Regions from separate parts of the Capra hircus genome. Here region 1 is linked to region 2. A link is a contact called in public Hi-C data. All regions are on one chromosome and are shown on one strand. The core of a region is the stretch at or near the end of the contact, and the rest is flanking DNA. Distances in the headings are between cores, read along the strand shown. Region 1 has its middle 47 kb from the start of ASIC2. Region 2 holds the start of LOC102175889 (C-C motif chemokine 2).

What was found. Hi-C and Micro-C count contacts between places; a contact is called where the count stands out from the background.
Region 1: a contact with region 2 is called in a Hi-C map of blood, with 4 times the contacts expected there. The contact joins the enhancer-like site here to the promoter of LOC102175889 in region 2. A contact is called at or near these places in 2 of 5 Hi-C or Micro-C datasets (blood and liver).

The regions. Positions count from the first base shown.
Region 1 is chr19:15,621,398-15,624,165 of ARS1.2, forward strand. No RefSeq gene overlaps it. Among named protein-coding and RNA genes, the nearest start is that of ASIC2, 47 kb to the right of the region's middle. Within about 2 kb of position 1,469, at least 1 of the 5 cell types and tissues checked has an H3K27ac peak or open chromatin away from gene starts, as enhancers often do.
Region 2 is chr19:15,556,011-15,558,710 of ARS1.2, forward strand. LOC102175889 (C-C motif chemokine 2) reads right to left here and starts at 1,289. Exons shown (of 3, transcript XM_005693218.3): 1 at 866-1,289; 2 at 1-115. The coding sequence starts at 941.

The DNA.
Region 1 (2,768 bases), core at 219-2,718, 66 kb after region 2:
TTCCAGGACCTCTCAACCAGTCTAGCCGACCTCCCTATTCCCATTAAGGCTCCCCACTCAGCCCAAGGCTACATGCTGACCTCTTCCCCGCTTCAAGTCTTACTCACCCTTGAAGGCTCAAGCGGAAGACTCTCCTCCTCCAGGAAGTCTTCCCTGACTAGACAAAAGTTTGGTGCCATTCACATGCTAATTAGTCACCCACAGAATTATCTCGCTATAGTTTTGTTTTTGCCTGCTTTTGCATATGATCTTCCCCACAAGATGAGAACTCTTTGCAGGCAGGCACTGTGTTTCCATAGTTTGTGTTTGGCATTTACCAGCATGAAAGGAAAATCAAAAGGGAGTCAGTATTGCCAAGTGAGGGCTTCCCAGGTGGCTCGGTGGTAAAGAATCACCTGCTGTCACAGGAGATGTGGGTTTGATCCCTGGCCTGAGAATATTCCCTGGAGAAGGGAATGGCAATCCACAGCAGTATTCTTGCCTGGAAAAACCCATGGACCAAGGAACCCAGTGGGCTACAGTTTCTGGTGTCACAAAGAGCAGGATACGACTCAGCAACTAAACAAAAACAATATTGCTAAGTGAGCTCCCCAAAGTGGAGCTGGACAGGAGGCCTTTAAGAAAGTGTGACCTTCCAGGGGGAAAGGGAGGGTGGAGGGATAAACTGGGAGATCGGGGTTGACAAATACACACCATCTATAAAAGAGATAACTAATAAAGACCTACTGTATAGCACAGGGAACGCTACTCAGTACTCTACAATGACCTATATGGGAAAACAACCTAAAAAAGAGTGGATATATGTATGACTGATTCACTTTGCTGCATACCTGAAACTAATGCAACATTGTAAATAAGTATACGCCAATAAAAAAGAAGTAATGTGACATGCATATTTCAGCTTGGATGGAATCTGACCTTTTGACCTGATGAAGTCATCCAGAACACCTGTCAGAGATTCAAGATGCTTTTTGAACTCCTTATGCGGAAACAACCTGTGATTCCTTAAGAAAAAGTATTTCCTGAGTCACTTGGGGGTCTATAATGATTCCACCAGGAAACTTTAAACAACCTCATGGCAACTTTTATGTCTCCTGCATTGCAATTCTTAGGACTCCAAGTAAACTCTCTCTCTCTTTTTTTTTTATTTTTAAAAGATTTTGGTGGTGCTGTGAGGCATGTGGGATCTTACTTTCCCAACCAGGTTCAAATCCATGTTCCCTGCAAAGTCCCCTGGTCAGAGTCTTAACCCCTGGACTGCCAGGGAAGTCCCATAAACTCTTTTCTTATTTGCAGCCTTCTGCATTACTTTTTTGGTGGATGGTAAGGGCATCCTGGAGGAGGGCATGGTGACACACTCCAGTATTCGTGCTTGGAGAACCCCCATGGAAAGAGGATCCTGGCGGGCTACAGTCCATGTGGTTGCAAAGGGTCAGACGTGACTGAGCGACTGAGCACAGCACAGCGCAAGGGCTTCCCACGCGGCGCTGGTGGTAAACCTGCACCAATGCAGGAGACAGAAGACATGCGAGCTTGATCCCCGGGTTGGGAAGATCGCCTGCAGGAGGGCATGGCAACTCACTCCAAGATTCTTGCCTGGAAAATCCCATGGACAGAGCAGCCTGGTGGGCTACAGTCCATGGGGTTGCAAAGAGTCAGATCCGATTGAAGTGACTTAGTACACACACACACACAAGTTACTCATTAAAGGCAGGCTGGCTAAACAGACAGTCATAGGTCTTAGAAGAATTCTAAGAACTGGGGACACGAAGCAGAGAAAACAGTGGACCCCTTGAATGCCACTGGGCCCCCCAGGGGATGCAGTGGACGAAGAAGCCATTCAATTCTTCACCACTCCTGGGAGAAATGGACTGAGACTCTCACTACAGCCAGGAGCCTCCTCCACTCCCCACAGAGCTTGTTAAAGCGGTCATTTAACACACAGTTCAGTAGTCAAGGATCTGGGGTCCAGATCCAAATGCAGGGTTCCCAGTGCCAGCTCCAGCCTTTACCAAGGGTGTGACCTTTGAAAGTGTGTCAATTTCTCAGCGCCTCTGTTTCACTACCTAGCTTTAAAATGGGAATAAAAACCGTCCCTACCTCACTCACATGTGAATATAGATGAGTTAATGCATGTAATGTGGTTACCATGCTGCTCCAATGAGCACTCAGTAAATAGGAGCTTTTCCTGCAGGATCCTACACTGAGCATTTTGGCCTACAGATATGGACAGTGTGCTATGGAAAGAAAGGCTTCCCTTGTAACTCAGTTGGTAAAGACTCTGTCTGCCATGCAGGAGACACAGGTTCGATTTCTGGGTCAGGAAGATCCCCTGGAGAAGGAAATGACAACCCACCCCAGTATCCTTGCCAGGAGAATCCCATGGAGGATGCCTGGCGGGCTACAGTCCATGGGGTAGCAAGAGTCAGACACGACTTAGCAACTAAACCACCACCAGGTGGAAAGAAAGGCCAAGCTCAAGCCCCATCTTCAGCACTTCCAGCTCAGTACTTAGGAACATATTCTCCCTGCCTGAGCTTCTGTTTGATTATCTTTCAAATAAAATAATAATTCCCATGATATACAGTTGAAGTAGTTATGAAATATTGCTTATTAAGGGTAAAGAACAACACCTGGCATAAATGGGGCTCATGGGTGTGTTTCCTTCATCTTTCACTTAAGTGTCCCCCTTCGGTATGACAGATTGACTGGGCAGAGATAATGGCAATTGGAAGGAAGAAATAAAGAGGGAACACGCAGGACACAGA
Region 2 (2,700 bases), core at 39-2,538:
ATCACAGCTTCTTTGGGACACTTGCTGGTGGTGACTCTTCTGTAGTTTGTCAGCCTCTGTATGGGGATCTTCTTATTGAATTTATAGCAGCAGGCGATTTGGGAGTTAATTGCATCTGGAAAGAGAACCACAAAGAAAAAGCACTTTAGAATGGACTAGGTTCTTTCCAATCTCAATCAGAGCAGAAAAGAGAAGTAAGGAGAAGGCAAAAGGGAGTCAGGTGTGCAGGGAGAACCCCTTAAATCCTAATATTTCAGCTTGTGCTTCAAAGCTACAGTATCAGATGGACTCAGTTTCCTAAGCCCTAAAATGGGCATGTAGCACTGACAATGAGCTGAGGGAAGGGAGCTTTGTTAAAACTAGATAATTTGGGGAAATTCTGTTAGTAGGAGCAAATAATCCAAGCTATCAAAGTTAGCTAAGGGTCCCCTTTAGGTAAGAAGAAATGGATGCTTTGTTGTGAGTTTCCCTGATACCCACTGCCTCTGCAAAACTGAGTCTCTGGAGTCCAGATTTCAGATCTTCTCCCCTGGCCTCCATAGTATCTGGATATACCCTGCCAGAGAGCCCCCCTCCTTATATCCCAGTCCTCAAATGCTGCTGAAATGAGCCAGGGCAATAACTGCACTGGGCTCAGGTTTCCAGAGCTGGAATCCTGGAAGGAGCTGGATTTGAGGTCTACATCTGGAATTCTCATCCAGGCTCTCTTCCAAGAGCAGCTGTGTGATCAAGCTCACTCCTATGCCTCTCCGACTTTCCTGATCTTGTAGTGAAAGTGAGAGTGCAGGTACCCTTCTGCTCCGCTGGCCCATCATGACCCAGAGAGGGGGCGATGAGCTTCAGAGGGAAGGAGAAGGGGGCTCACCTGGCTGAGCGAGCACCTCGGTGCTGAAGGCAGCTACTGTGAGTAGCAGGCAGAGGAGAGCAGCGGAGACCTTCATGTTGCAGCGAGAGGATTCAAGCTTCAGCGTGGGAGCTGTTGGCCTCTGGACTGGCCCCTCTGCTCCTCCAGTGGCTTGGCCTGCCTTTTATTGAAATCACCCACCGAGAGGGTGGAGCCGTGGGAGTGAGACTGGCCCAGGGGCGGCATCCGGGGCGGCATCCTCCTTAGTGAGTGCCGAAGCAGAATGTTAAATGTGCTGAGCAAGTGAAGCAGCCGGGACATTTCCAGGAAGTAGGAGAGGAAGCGGTGGGTCTCGACTGGGCAATTTTCCATTTGCAGCTGAGATCAAAAGGGTGAGGGGCAGGGTGCAGTTATATCCAGAGACCGCAGAGTAAACCAAACGGTTTATTCTTAAGATTCCCCTTTTTCTGAAGTGAAAACTCTGCAGAAAAGAAAGGAAGCCAGAGAAACAGAAGTCACAAGGATGCTGAAAGAAAGCATTCTTCCCCAAACTCCCTTCCCAGTCAGGCTGCCAAAAAACATTGAGCAGAGTTCCCTGTGCCATTTAGAAGGTCCTTGTTGGTTATCCTTTTAATAAATATAGCAGTGGATCACTATATGCATAATAAGAAATGGGTTCTATTGAGCAAATGACTGGTCCACCCTCAAACAACAGCCCAGGGACCTTCAAGCCAAGGAGGAGTCCTGAAGTCTTGGCAGGCACCCAACAGTGTATTAAATCTGTTTGCTCTTTAATATGTAGCATGGAGGTACAAGGTAAGCTTAGTAGAACTATAGGGGTTTTTTTTAAAACTATAAAACTGAATTCTATTAATAGAACCATCAGATTTAAGATGTGGAAGGAGCCATCTAGATCATGTTGATGTAATACTCACGCAGCACCTAACTCTGAACTGGGAATATTCAGTACTCCAACTCCATCCATTAGGTACTGTTCATTTCCATTTTATAGTCAGAAAGCCAAGGTACAGAGGAGCTAAGGAACCGGTTCAAGTTCCCCCAAACAAAGCCCAGTGTCTGTGCTGTCACGACTAGGACACACTTCGAGAAGAAGGGGCACATTCTCCAGCTGGCTGCCTGGTCATATATCTGGATGCCCTCTGGCTTCAGTCTCTGCAGAATCAGCAGACGTCTGAAAGGGAGCTGAGGACATTCCTTGTAGTTAAGTTATTACAGGAATCTGGAGCCCGTGGTTAGCACGGCAGGCAGACAAGACAAGACAAGAGGCGTGTCCTCGGCTATGGCAACTGTTATCCCAGCTTCTTTAGGATTCCCAAGGAGAAGGCGTGAGTCAAAGAACAGTCTTCCCGGAATTAGGACGGCTGCCTTCATGCTGCAACTCCACCTTAGACTTCCTCAGAAACCCCAGAATCCATCATAACACCTAAAAGACCTTAGTGTTCATTTCATTGAACTCTTTTCTTTCACAAATATGACAGAATTCCTTGAGGCGTGCCGGTGGCTGAGCCAAGCCTCGGATTCAGGCCTCGACTCCCCCGATTCTACTGCCTCACGATTCTGAGCTTGCTTGGCTTTGCCCAGTGGGCATGGAAGGCCCTATTGATCCTTCTTTCTCAAAGAGTCTTGGAGACAATGTCTTTGCAACATATGGGACTTTGGGGAAGAACTGTCTGCCAATCACTGCATTTGTTTTTGTTTGTTTTTTAAACTTTTTATTTTATATTGGAGTATAGCTGATTAACAATGTTGTGATAGTTTCAGGTGGACAGCAAGGAGACTCAGTCATACAGATACATATAACCATTCTCCCCCAAACTCCCCTCCCATCCAGGTTG